3 separate regions of the Mus musculus genome follow, and all the other regions are linked to region 2. A link is a contact called in public Hi-C and HiChIP or PLAC-seq data. All regions are on one chromosome and are shown on one strand. Each heading gives the region's core, a stretch centred on a gene start, on an enhancer-like site or on the middle of the called end of the contact. The rest is flanking DNA. Distances are from core to core; before and after follow the strand shown. Region 1 overlaps Vrk1 (vaccinia related kinase 1). Region 2 has its middle 30 kb from the start of Gm32830. Region 3 has its middle 49 kb from the start of Vrk1.

Region 1 (4,496 bases), core at 924-3,423, 320 kb before region 2:
TTCCTATTAACTGAAGCATTTAACTAAGTCCCTCAAAAAAGAAAGCATCAGAGACCTTACCTGATAGACATTCTCAGAAGTAGCTTCACTCTGTCCCAGAGCTCTCTGAGGGAATGTGCTAACAGTGTGTGTGTGATGATGAGGGAATTTTAGGGGCCATTTAGAGTTAGTGGCAGGGTGATCTGTGCATAAAAAACAAAGACCAGATGCCGGGCGTGGTGGTGCACACCTTTAATCCCAGCACTTGGGAGGCAGAGGCAGGCGAATTTCTGAGTTCGAGGCCAGCTTGGTCTACGAAGTGAGTTCCAGGACAGCCAGGGCTACACAGAGAAACCCTGTCTCGAAAAAACTAAAAAACAAACAAAGAAACAAACAACAAAAACAAAGACCAGTGAAATCTACATTAGTGGTTCCTGTGTTGAAGCAAACAATATGTTTATCCTCTTCCAGACTGTGCTCGCTAGTTTTTTGTCAATGTGACACATGCCAGAGTTACCTGAAATGAGGGAACCTTAATTGAGAAAATATGTCTAAAAGACCTGGCCGTAGGGCATTTTCTTAATTCGTGATTAATGAGGGAATGCCCAGCCCTTTGTGGGTGGTGCCACCTCTGGGCTGCTGGTCCTGAGTTCTATAAGCAGCAGTCTGAGCAAGAAGCCATGAGAGCAGGCCAGTAAGCAGCAGCCCTCCATGGCCTCAGCATCAGCTGCTGCCCCAAGTTCCTGCCCTGTGTGAGTTGCTGTCCTGACTTTTCTTTGATGATGAAGAGTGGAAGTGTAGGTTTTTGGTCATGGTGTTTGGTTGCAGCAGTAGTAATAACCCTAAGACACAGACTGTTGGCAAAGGTTATTTGTTATTCAGAGTATTGTACTGATTACACAGGTTAACAAAAGTGTGCACCCTACTCTTCTCTCAGCTTTGCCCAACTTGCCATACTCAGGATATTGGGAGGACACATGGCTGCACAGGTCAGGGTAGCAGGAATCTTAACACACATGAATATATTTTGCTTCTACTTGATAGTGTGACTGTGACATAGACTTTATGTGCTAAGACATTAAAAGATACATAGACAGACTCTCTAATGAACAGGGCCCTAGGCTTTCCATTACCACACTGTCTTTTCATTTAGCTGGCTGCTCCTTCCTTGGAAGCTCCTGTAGTTTACCATCATGAGCCTGACTGCTGTGTCATGAGCATTCCATGGCAGGGTTTGTCCTGTGTCTATGTCAGCGATTTACATAGACGGATTAGGATTTGGACAGCTGTTGAAGGTGACGGTGATGCTCAGAGGAGCTGGGCAGTGTCCTCGCAGGACTCCAGCGCATCTCTGCCCTCCTAGAGTTTGAGACCCTGGGAAGGATGAGACCTGCCTCCTCTATCCATTTCTCCAAAAATTACGGCCCCAGGAAGTAATGTCACCTGGTCCAGCTGACATGGGAGGGGGCTGGCAAAACAAACAAACAAAAATCTTCATTTTTGTAGGGTATTCCTTTTGCAGATCTGACCATTGAATGTTTTACACGTAATTGCTTAATACCATTTGGTCAGTTTTACTGAATGTAGTTTGTAAGCCATCTCTTGACAGCCTAGATTTAACAGAATATTGTTGAAATGTACCTTAAAAATGGAGGTGCAGTCAGGAGAAAGAAGCAATTGTCTAAAAACAGCAGTTAGCTGTGAGAAGCCAGGTGGCTGTGTTCCATTGTAGATGAGTGTTGGATTCTGGCTGGGCACTGTCGTAATTCGAATGCTGTCTCCTATAAACGAGCTCAGTCCAGGGCAGGATGACGAAACGTTCTGAATTCTCGAGATTTCTATGTAGTTGAGAGAGATTCTTCATGGTATGGGTTTGCGCCCCTTTCCTCCTCGTTTATAATCTATAGTACTGCCTTAGTTAGCATTAACTTGACCTAACTGAAGGGGAATAGTCATTGCAAGGACATGTTCCCAGTTATTCCCTCACTGACATTCCTTGTTTGTCTTCAGTTACAGGTTTATGATAATGGACCGCTTTGGGAGTGACCTTCAGAAAATATATGAAGCAAATGCCAAAAGGTTTTCTCGGAAAACTGTATTGCAGCTAAGCTTAAGAATTGTATGTGAGCTATGCTCCTTGTGAATACAGTAAGGGCTGGTTTCCGCTGAAGCTCAGCCCTCTGCTGGCCATGTTAGGTACTGCACTAACTCACTGTGTGTTCTCTGTAGCTGGATATCCTGGAGTACATCCATGAGCATGAGTACGTGCACGGGGACATCAAGGCCTCCAACCTGCTCCTGAGTCACAAGAACCCTGACCAGGTCCTTAGAACTGCAGCTTTTACTGTTGTAACTTGTGCTGCTTGGGAGCAAGTGGGGCACTCTGGGCTGAACCCCACAAGCTCCGAAGTAGATAAGCTAACAATGCCCTTTCTCCAGACACTTGTATCCAGTTGCCATTCTGTATTTTTGTTGCAGTTTGCTGGCACTTTATCAAGTTGGCTGTTTTGCTCTACATAATATTTGGAAGTGCTTGCTACAACATGCATTTCAAATAGCTGTTTGGGGTGAAGCTTAAACTATAAAGTACACCAGCGAGTTAGATCTGCTGGTCCACTTTGTCACCTTCATTACTTCTTGTGTTCAAAAACTCCATCTGACATAAGTGTCTGTTATTTGGAGAACTTGGTCTTTAATGTGGGGTCAGTTCAGTTGTCAGTGACAATAAAGGCTGCTTAGTGTCGCCTCTTGATCTTGTGTAAGAAGGAGGTTTTGAGTGCTTGGCTCAGGGAAGTGATCTGTCAACATTCTCTGCTTTTTGGCTTTGCATACGGTTTCCTTCTTTTGATTCCTTCCTTTTCTGCACAGGGTGTTTGCTTTTGCTCTATAGGCTCTGGTGAGCCTCAGGAATCAGTGTAGGGCACCGGGAGCAAGCTGCTGTGCTAGGACGCTCTGTGAGGTGGGCATCCTCAACCATCTCATTCAAGCTGTTTCCCTGAGCACAGCCAAGAGCCTGAGCGAGCGGTAAAGCTCCCTTTACTTTAGCTGGAGTAGGAAGGGCTTGCAGAGCACTATTAGAAACCAACTGCTGTTGGTTTACACGTGACTGATGGGAGCAGCTTCTGTCCACACGGCAGCCGTGTGCGGCTCTCCTGCCTTTCTGACCTGCTCTGTGGATGGGGTTACTCTCTCAGGCTGTGTCCATCTTTGTGTTCACATGCACATGCGTTCATGCGTTGTGACAGAACCAGGTGCATGCGTGGCCGTCAGACGGAAGCCACTTGTCCCAGTGTTGTATGCTAGTCACAACAACCAGCTATGCCCATAGCATTACTCTGTTTTTTTGTTTGTTTGTTTATTTGTTTTTTAAGTTAGCTTTAATCTGGAAGACCAGAATGTAATATGTAGTATTTAAGATGCAGGTAGAGGCCTGATCTAAGAGTTTTGAAAGTTATTATAGCCCTTGAATCATTTTATGAAGTACATAGGCATTTGACTATTTTACGAGAATCAAGAGTAGAAGAGAGCTGTTGTATTGTGTGCTAACAGTATTCATATCCCTTTTCTTTGTGGAAAGGGTCTTGAACATTTCTATTTTGTTGTAGTTTGGTTCTAGACTCTGTAAGAGAAACTGACCATCTGTAAGCCTTGCCCATGGAGACAGGATTAACTACTTTAGCACACACTTTCCTAAGAAAGCATGCAGAGGGAGCTAACACTGGAGCACTGTGGCCTTCTGGGCATTTAACACTTATTAAAAGTCAAACCTTCCTGGGTGGGAGGCTGGGAATAGCTTAGTGGTAGCTCAGCAGCAGCAGAGCTCCTGCCTAGCTTGTGTGAAGCTTTAGGTGCGACCCCCAGCATTGCAGAGTAGGTGGGGGGAGACTCAGGACTTGCTGGAGTGCTCAGTTTAGATTTGACTTGCTTCGAGAGCTGCTGTTTGCCCTTGTAGGTGAATCGACCTCCAAGGGATTGTATTTTATTTCAGTACTTTTCTGGTAATTCATGTGCATTGATTTTTGTCTCTAATTTGGTTCTTGAAAATTTATAGGTATATTTGGTAGACTATGGCCTTGCTTATCGGTACTGCCCAGATGGAGTTCATAAAGAGTACAAGGAAGATCCCAAAAGGTGCCATGACGGCACCCTGGAGTTCACCAGCATCGACGCTCACAAAGGCGTGGGTATGTCCACAGTGGCCTGTGGTGTGCCTCCACAGTACTCATGTTTCTGTCTGAATGCTAAGTAAACACAGACTGATAGAGAGTACGGGAAGAGTGATGTGGAGAAGGAGGCCTGAGGTTTGGCTCCTGTACTTGAGTGAGGGCCCTTGGGAGTGAGGGCCTCTGGTCTTCAGGGGTACCAGACTGTACTTAGGACTCACACAGCTTAGCTCTGCACTGCTTTGTTTTCTAGTGTCTGGGTTCTCTGTGGCTTATGTTTTGTATAAGCTAGCTTAGCCCCTTCTCTGCCCTTTGCTGTGGAGGACATATGGAGAGTGTCCAGTATGTGAGTGT
Region 2 (4,359 bases), core at 1,399-3,898:
AAATACACCCCACCCTGTAAGAATTACCTCCACTCCACGTGTCAAAATACAGCTGTAGCTGTATAGTACAATGCCTCATAAATCCGAAAATGTTTAAAATGCCCATTGTATTTTCAAAGCTCTGGAAGAGTCATTTTCTAGATTAGCACCCTCTCTTCCCCAACCCTGTGCTAAGCCTGCCTCTTTTTTTTTTCCTTTTCCTGATTTCCATATTTCACAATAATTATTAAGTGGTCTTATCTCTCAGGCTAGCTTTGCCAATTCAGGCAGTCACTGGCGATAGTGACTGCGTGTCTTATGAATTAGTACATTTAGAAATCTCGTGCTAAGACATGTTACCCAGCTCCTCAAGTTAGCAGATGGCCTCAAGAAAGGCTCGTTTTAATTTTTCAACTACGTAAGTATAATTGCCCCTGCTAACGTACACACGTAACAGTGAAGTATGCACGTGGGCTGAGGGATGCTCTCTGAAGCCTCCCGCGTACCTGTCAGATGCGCTCCTTCTTTGTACAAATAGCCTGGCTCGGACATTACAGATCTGTGGATTAAAAGCAGACAGAAATGGCAAAGTCAAAAAATAAAAATGAGAAGCCACTGTAGGAAAAAAAAAAAACCTTGGTCAGAATGGGAAAGTTTGTGAAAGCCATTTAATAGGCCCTGGATATCAAAACATTTTAACTTTTGCAAAGTTTCAGCATTAAACAATTAGGAAGAAACACAATTAGACAGTGCATTGTGGAGGCTGGTCACTTTTTGTATGTCATGTGGCTTTAAAAACAAGTCAGATAAATGATGATGCCATTAAAACTGAACTAATTAAAGAAAGCTTCTTTTAAGAACTCATTAACTGCAACCTCATTTGCATAATGATGCATATTAATTAAGTTTTAATGAATCTGAATTTGCACCAAGCCTATTCATGTTGGCTTTGAAACAAATTGAACAAATTAGTTAAAAGCTTTTTGGAATCTACTTTTCACACCAAACAGCGTATGAATGCAATCATCTGCACAAAAAAAGAAATATTTTTTCTTTAATTTAATTCAGAGGTATGCAGGGCCCATCTATTAATTATTTTTAAATGCAATACATTTCACCTTTTCTTTGGGAAAAAAATCAACAAAATTATTTATTCTTGAATGAGAAATATTATAAATGTGGGTTGTGGGGGAGAAATGATTACGACCAATTTATTGGCAGTGAGTCAGAGATATTTGACTTTAGGGTACATTTAGTTTATTTAATAGTGGGAGTAAGAATCAGGGAGGTGATAGCAGGGCCTTCAGAGCGCTTTAGGGAGCAGACTGACAGTAGCTTCCTTCCCCGGGTGGTGGTGGCGGCTGTGTGGAGATCCTGGTATCACACTACTCCATTGCAAACCTCCTCAGTAGCACAGGAAAAAAATTAAACATTTACAGAACACATGTTCTTTTCCTCTGGATTTGTGCAAATCCTATTTTTTTTTATATACACAAGAAGTGGAATTCAATTTTAACAAGTTTGCATTGGGCTCATAAGAAAAACAAGAATTACCTCGGAGACTCTATTGATTTGCTCATGTTGCACTGTGTCTTCATCAAGAATGGAGAGATTTATGTAATTACGGCTCCATCTTTTGTTGTCTGGAAGCACTTTTTTTTTTTTTTTTTTTTTTTTTTGTAAGTCAGCATATACAAAGGATGGAAGCGCTTTTATTGTCGAGATTACAAGATCATCGCTCCCCCCTTGTTAAACCGTTTCTCCAATAGGTGCTTTGAAGAAGTCCGCAATTAAGATGGTGTCTTATATTGGAAATGCGCATTTTTAAAACAAAGTATTTACAGGTATTCTTCGGCAGTGTTTTTGTGTGTGTATTTTTTTTTAAACCCATTTATCCCTTCCCCCTTCTCCCTTCAATGCCTCCCATCCCTGCTCTGTCTCCAGACAAGCAGTGCTAACTACTGGCAGCGGCAGGGGTGCCCAAGGAAACCCCCTTTAGCCAAGTGCGGAGGATGCTTTTTGAAGACATTGCTTGACAAACCAGCAACCTTCTGGATTATTCTTCCTTACTGACTTTTCTCTCCTTTGGGATTCACTTGAGCCTGGGTCGCGGTCACTTTGCATTCTTTAGGGAGGTGTGTGTGTGTGTCTGTGTGTGTGTGTGTGTGTGTGTGTGTGTGTGTGTGTGTGTGAACTCAAAACCCATTCTTAACTGCCTTGCTTTTCTCCACCCTGACCAGGGAAGCCAGCATCCAGCCCAAACTGCCTGCCTGCTCAGGCTTTTCAGCAGGCACCGCTTTTTCTCCGTTTGTGAAGCAAAGTCCAGCGGCTTTGTAAAAGACTGCTCGCTCTCCCCGGGAACGGCGGGGAACTCTTTCTTACTTAACAAACACTTATTTCAAGAGAACACCCGCCTTATCAAAACACCGTGAAAGCAGTATTTAAAAAAAAATAAACAAACAAAACAAACAGCCACTCAGATCATTTTGGGGAAGATTCTAAAGTGAATCTGTTTGTCTTTTCCTCTCACCCTCACTATTGTCTATCGCAGGACACCCAGGGACTCCCAGGATGGGTGGGACAGTCACTGGGGGAATCTGTAGCGGGGTCCTTAGCTGGGAACCACGTTTGCCATAGTTACTTCTAACGAAAAGGAGCGCGCTTGGATTTCCTCGCATGCCCTTGCCTTGAGTCCTGCCTTCAGAAGGCTGAGGTTGCAGAGCCTTTTAAATACCGTCTGAAGTTCTCTGAGGGGCAGGCTGCTTCTAGATCATGCCCAGGGACTGGGAACGTCTTTTATCGAGCTTTGGGGCTCTTTAATGCCAGGGAACAAGGGCATCATAGCGGGACCTATGATTCAACTAATAACGCTGAAGGTAGTGGAGTCTCCCAGCCAGCCCGTGTGGGGCAGGTGGGAAGAGAGAGAGCGAGGGGACATCTACACTGCCCCCTAGCTGGAGGCCTAGGAACACAGTAGACAGGGCTGGGGAACATCCAAGTTTACGGTCCTGACCCTTCAAATGACTCCCATTTTTTTTTTTATTATCATTATTTTCAAAAGATGCAAATATGAACCAAATAAGGCAGGGAAACAGGTTTTCTATACTCCTTACCACTGACGCCTCGTCAAACCCATTTCCTTCCAAAAGCCTTTAGTAAGGTAGTGTTTTTCACAAAAAAAAAAAAAAAGTGCAAATTTTGCGTGGCGAATTGGCTTCTTTGGGGGAAAATTTTGACAGAAAGCGCCTTCCTTGGGGAAGGTCAGGAGTCACTGGTATTAAACCAGACAAGCTGGTAGAGGAGTGTTAATGGCCACAGCAAGCAGATGTTCTGTAATTAGGGGAGCTGTGACTGACAAGACTGGAGAGGTACCGTACACGGGCGGGCGGCACAAAGCAGCTGCCGCCGCCGCTTCCCCTGTCACGGGTGTACACAAGTCAGACCAGCCCCCGTGAGGCTGCCGGAGCAGTGACAATTAGAAAAAAATTGTATTTGATTAAAATAAGTAATACATCATGCAATGGATGCTCTGCTTCCCATCCCAAAGAGAGAGGCCCAGGTTGGACTCTGGCAAAAGTGAACCCTGGTTCGGTTCACCCTGGAAACGACTATGTCGTGCTGAGGTTGGTGTTTGTCTGGCCCTGAGAATGAGACTCTGCAAGGAGAAAGGATGCAATCTTTTCCTTGCATCCTTAAGTTTCTGCATTTAAGCAGGCTACAAGGGCTGGCCGTTTGTTTTTATAAATGCATAAATGTGTGTGTGTGTGTGTGTGTGTGTGAGTGTGCTCACGCTTGCTTAGAGGTGAGTGTGGAGTTCAGAGGTCAACCTCGAGTGTTATTGCTTAGGAACCATTTCTTGTTTTGAAACAGGGTCTCTTACCAGAAGCTGGGGCTCCCTGATTCAGTCACACTGGTTGGCCAGAGAGCCCCAAGAATTCTCTTGTCTCTGTTTCCCCAGGGTGTCCAATGTTTCACGTAGGTTCTTAGAATAAATTCAGGTCCTGTTGCTAACCAAACTGTCTTCACATCTCCCAAGACCGGTCTCTCTTATCTCCAGAATATTAACCCCTTTGATTCACACTTAAGTTCTTCTGGACTATCCCAAGCCCCTCCTGGTTTTCTTGCATCTGGATGTCTTTTTTCGTTCATTCCTGGTACATACTTTGATCAGGATATGTGGAGTTGTTCTCCAGATAATTCCAGAATCTGAATAGAATGTTTATTGCCTGATTTGTACTTTCTGGGCTCTGACCCCAGCACAGTGCCAGAGATATAGGGAGCCTTGGGTCTCTCTCTCTCTCTCTCTCTCTCTCTCTCTCTCTCTCTCTCTCTCTCCCTCCCTCTCTCTCTCTCTCTTTCTCTCTCTCTCTCTGTGTGTGT
Region 3 (4,313 bases), core at 82-2,581, 420 kb before region 2:
CACAGACACACAGACACACAGGCACACAGGCACACAGGCACACAGACACACAGACACACAGACACACAGACACACAGGCACACAGACACACAGACACACAGACACACAGACACACAGGCACACAGACACAAACCAGACACACAGACACACAGACACAAACCAGACACCTAGACACACTACAGCTGTTTTTTTTCCTTTAAATACATTATCACTGTTTAAGCTGATGGGTATAGGAAAGAATACAGTCTCTCCTTTTTTTTTCCCAGTCCAACAAGACTGCAGGAAAAAGTGATTCTGTTGTTGCCGAGGTTCAGAACAGCATAATTTTTTTTTTCCAGAACACCACCAGCTCAGCCGTGTTCCCTTTAATGCTGCTCGCTTTCCTTCTTAGAAAAGGGGTTAAAATTAGTAGGCACATTTCATATTAGCGTATTTCATGCAATAAAGCATAAATTATTTAAAATAACACGACCTTTTATCTTGCACCTTTTGAAGGAAGCAAATTAAAAATGTAAATTGGGAGCTAATTAATATGCAAATGTATTCATTCGCAGTTAACAATTAGCAATTAAACCTGCAGTGTCTACAAAGAGCACGGACAAAATTAGTAACTTAATTTATCATTAAAAAATGAAAACGTACACAAAATTTTAATTGACTTTCAAAATATTTTCCCTGCATTTCTTTTTCTTTCATTTTTTTTTAATGCTGAAAGAAATTCTAAAAAATATTATGCCTTAGCATTACGAATGAAACTGGGTGCACGCAGTATTCGGGGAGTTCATTTAATAGGAAAGCACGTTAGGAGAAGTTTGCCTTTTATATGAGGTATTAAAAAATGACATTTAAGAATGTTGACTTGTGTTTCATAGTTGAGTTCAAGACAGAAATAAATACACAGACTCCCCCGTGTTTGGGAATATAGATGGCAGAGATTTGTATGGATAAGGGGCACACTTCCTGTATGAATAGATGTGGCTGTGCATGTGTGTGCATGCGAGTTGGTGCCTTCCAGAAGATACACAGCAAGAGCCCAACCAAGCCATTTCCACGCTCCTGGTTCAGCTTTGAGAATTCCAGTATAAAACGGTTGCATGAAAAAAAAAATCAGCAACAAACAGCTTAAGATGTAAATAAGACACTCTAGGCTGATCGGGAGACGCATTTGCATTCCGTGTTACATTAAGCCACCCACACCACCACCCAGGCACGCAGATTCTCCACTTCTGCATATTTTTCTGACTTTGAGGTCGGTCTCCTACCCCCTCTCCCTGTCAGCCTAGCTCTGCCTGCAGATGTAGGCTTGTGTTTTCTGCACATTTCCATTCTAATGTCACGCAGCATAGGATAGGCGCCCAGCAAACGCGAACGAGCTGCTTGCAACCTTATTCTGGGTATTTAAACAGCACCTGCCGCCGGGCCCCATTAAGTCTCATTCACAAATGTTTTTCTTCCGTTCGGTCTCCATTCATCGATGGCCTCTCTGCATCCCCTCCTTGGATCCTCTTATGTTTAGAATTGGGCTGCACTGCCTGTCTTCTGGTCCACGCTGGCTCCTGGTCTCTTCCCTTAGAGTTGGGTTTTATCATCAACAGAGTCACTGCAGCACTCACAGGATAGTTTCAGCCGGGTGGCAAGTCTGGCTGTTTTCTATAGACAATAAACATCTCTCTCTTCTGAAATGACTCTAATGCAATTCAACCCACATTGTACAGCCTATTTCTATCACAGGCATAAAGGACAATGGTCCCCAGTGTGAGATTCTCAGGAGCCAGGAGGCCATGACAGTCAGAGTTTAAATTGATTTCGCCAGAGAAGGTGTTTGCTCTCTTTCTGGCAGGTTTTTCTGGCTTCAACTGTTATTCTTCTTAGATATGGACTTAGCTTATAAACCAGTGTGTGTGTGTGTGTGTGTGTGTGTGTGTGTGTGTGTGTGTATGTGTAGATTAAAGAAGTAATCTACCCTTTTATCACAGTATCGAAAACATGTACCCTTCAGATGATTTCCAATATGCCTGATAACCCCAGAACTTAAAAAAAAAATTCTTAGTTTGAACTTGGAATTAGGTTACAATGGTAAAAACAGGACCCTTGACTTGGGTGAAGTTATTGTGTTGTGGATCTGCTCACGTCCGTTTGACAGGAGAATTTTTATATCAGGACTCTGCCTAAGGTGTTTCAGGGTATAGGGAGCAAGCAGGGAGCAAGGAACCAAAGGGGTATCTCAGCTCAGCTGGTAATAGGGTCGCCATTCAGAGGAACCCACCACCAAGTCCAGTCCGCGTCTCTAAGGGCTTTAAGGTTCGTAGAAGGCAGCCAGGGACCAGTTTATAGAAACACTTCCTCCTTCTTTTAGAGAAAACAACATTCAATCTCAGTGCGGGGGGCGGGGTGGGGGTGGGGGGAACGTGGACTTTGTCACGGCCACTGCTGAGGGAGTACCTCAGACTCTTCCCTCCTCCCGAGCACCCCTCGGGCTGCTGAAGAAAGTGCTGGATGATCTCCTCCCAATATACAATATGTAAATCTCAATGCGAGAAGCAAATAAAAAACCCAACCTGCACGTAGTCTACCTCATCTGCCAAAAGAGACCCAACCGGCCTTCCATACTTTTTTTTTTTCTTTTTGCTCGGGCGCCTGCGGTAGCAAGCCGTTACAACAATCCGAAAATTAAGTTACCACAATTAGGAATTAGAAGCAGGTGGCATAATAATGGTGCTTTTTTTTTTCATTTCATTTATTAGCAAAAAGAGGGAGAGGCGCTTCATTTATTTTCATCAGCCCTCAGTAAAAGCATAGCAATTTGCAACACAAAAATCATTTCAAGTACCTCAGCCTCGTGCAACCTCGTTTTCCTTTTTTTTTTTTTTTTTTTTTTTTGCTTAAAAGCCTTTTAAAGTTTGCCTGCCCACCACCCCCGCCCCTCGAAAGTGGAGTGTGTGTGTGTGTGTGTGTGTGTGTGCGCGCGCCCTTACCCCTCCCCTCCCCCATGTTAGGTGACGAGGTAAGTGCAGATGGGATCGGATTATTTCCCCCCCTTAAAAAGTTCCGGGGAGCAGAGTTGGAGGTTGGGGGGGGGCACCAGTATGCCCTGCCTCCTTTGCCCAGTTTCTGTTTCACACGGCTTGTGTGTAACATCAAGTAAGGCACTCGACAACTCTCTGCACGCCCCCCCCCCATCAGCCACTCGGGGCCTCATCCACACCCCTGCACCCCTGAGCAGCCCAGCACCCTACAGGCTGCCCGGATGGTCCAGGACCCCAAGGCACGACAACCCTTGCGCTCCCTCTAGCGTTAGTATCTGGGATCGTCATGGGCTGCTGCGCAGCTGAGCTGCCTGCAATCCCTTGGTGTGCGAGATGATGTGGCGTGCACTCCGTTGCTGAGTGCACTCGATGTGCGGGGTGCACGGAGTATGCCGGGCGCTAGGGACTCCTGGAGTTGGATACGTAATTTTGCACGATGCTCCTGCGACCCCACGGTGGGAGATGCTAATTGCCTGCTTTGGGCGGCTCTTTCCATGCTTAAGGCTCCTTTCTCGTGTTGCCCCCTCAGTCCAAGAACTACACTCCAAGCGAGCCGCTGCCCGCTTTCACGCCAGCTCGTAGACTGTGTCTCTCCTGGTCATGGAGAGGTCGCAATGCCAGGCGGTCCCTGTTTTACGCACCCCTCTTCTGCCCGCGCCTTCAACTCCGGGCTGGTTTCACTTTGTCTCCAGTTGGGCCATCTTGGGTGTCCGGGATAGCGGACTTCCTTTTCTGAGCGCTCCTGTTGCTGTTCTCTTCTCGCCACCTTCTAGGTCCCTCCTCGGCCTCCCGCCACAGAGCACGTGTTTTCTACCGTCTTTCTTCTTTGGCGTGTACTTTTCCTTTGTATTTCATCCTTTCGGTTTGCTTCTCTCTCACCTGTCACTACTAAACCGTGTTAGAATGGAGAAGACACGGGCTAGAGGACCCCACAGCCGGCAGTGCTGGGGAGCCCTCTGTAGGCTCCTACGTCTTTCTTACTTCAGTGTGAAGTGTGTCAGCTTGGTTTCCAGACTTCACAAAGGTTGTAGGGATTTGAGGAAGATCAAACAAGCCGTGGGCACACCTGCCAAGGGGACGGGGCAGGGTGGGGTTGGGGGAGAAGACCAGAGACAGAGATGGGAGGAGGGGTGGAGGCGAGACAGCGCTGCCCTTCTGGAGTATAATTTGGCAATCCATACGAAGAACCTTTTGCACATTATCAGTAATGCCACTTCTTGGAATCCAGCCCAAAGAAATAATATGAAAGGTTAAAAAAATATTTTGGACCCAAAAATGTTAATCACA

The links. A called contact is a pair of places that touch in the nucleus more often than the background predicts. HiChIP or PLAC-seq counts read pairs in DNA pulled down with a chosen protein or histone mark.
Region 1: a contact with region 2 is called in a Hi-C map of cortical neurons, with 4 times the contacts expected there. The contact joins two enhancer-like sites. A contact is called at or near these places in 1 of 484 Hi-C or Micro-C datasets (cortical neurons) and 1 of 9 other capture datasets (embryonic tail).
Region 3: an H3K4me3 HiChIP or PLAC-seq map of embryonic forebrain shows a contact between it and region 2, with 3 times the contacts expected there. The contact joins two enhancer-like sites. A contact is called at or near these places in 2 of 115 datasets of contacts at active chromatin or transcription factors (embryonic forebrain and forebrain) and 1 of 9 other capture datasets (embryonic stem cells).

Annotation. Positions count from the first base shown.
Region 1 is chr12:106,053,813-106,058,308 of GRCm38.p6, forward strand. It overlaps Vrk1 (vaccinia related kinase 1), which reads left to right. Exons shown (of 14, transcript NM_001029843.2): 6 at 1,990-2,098; 7 at 2,209-2,301; 8 at 4,031-4,163. Among named protein-coding and RNA genes, the nearest start is that of Gm32723, 38 kb to the right of the region's middle. Within about 2 kb of position 2,174, at least 14 of the 459 cell types and tissues checked have an H3K27ac peak or open chromatin away from gene starts, as enhancers often do. A contact at or near this core is called in cortical neurons, where this site is marked.
Region 2 is chr12:106,376,608-106,380,966 of GRCm38.p6, forward strand. No RefSeq gene overlaps it. Among named protein-coding and RNA genes, the nearest start is that of Gm32830, 30 kb to the right of the region's middle. Within about 2 kb of position 2,649, at least 29 of the 459 cell types and tissues checked have an H3K27ac peak or open chromatin away from gene starts, as enhancers often do. A contact at or near this core is called in cortical neurons, embryonic forebrain and forebrain, where this site is marked.
Region 3 is chr12:105,959,555-105,963,867 of GRCm38.p6, forward strand. No RefSeq gene overlaps it. Among named protein-coding and RNA genes, the nearest start is that of Vrk1, 49 kb to the right of the region's middle. Within about 2 kb of position 1,332, at least 30 of the 459 cell types and tissues checked have an H3K27ac peak or open chromatin away from gene starts, as enhancers often do. A contact at or near this core is called in embryonic forebrain and forebrain, where this site is marked.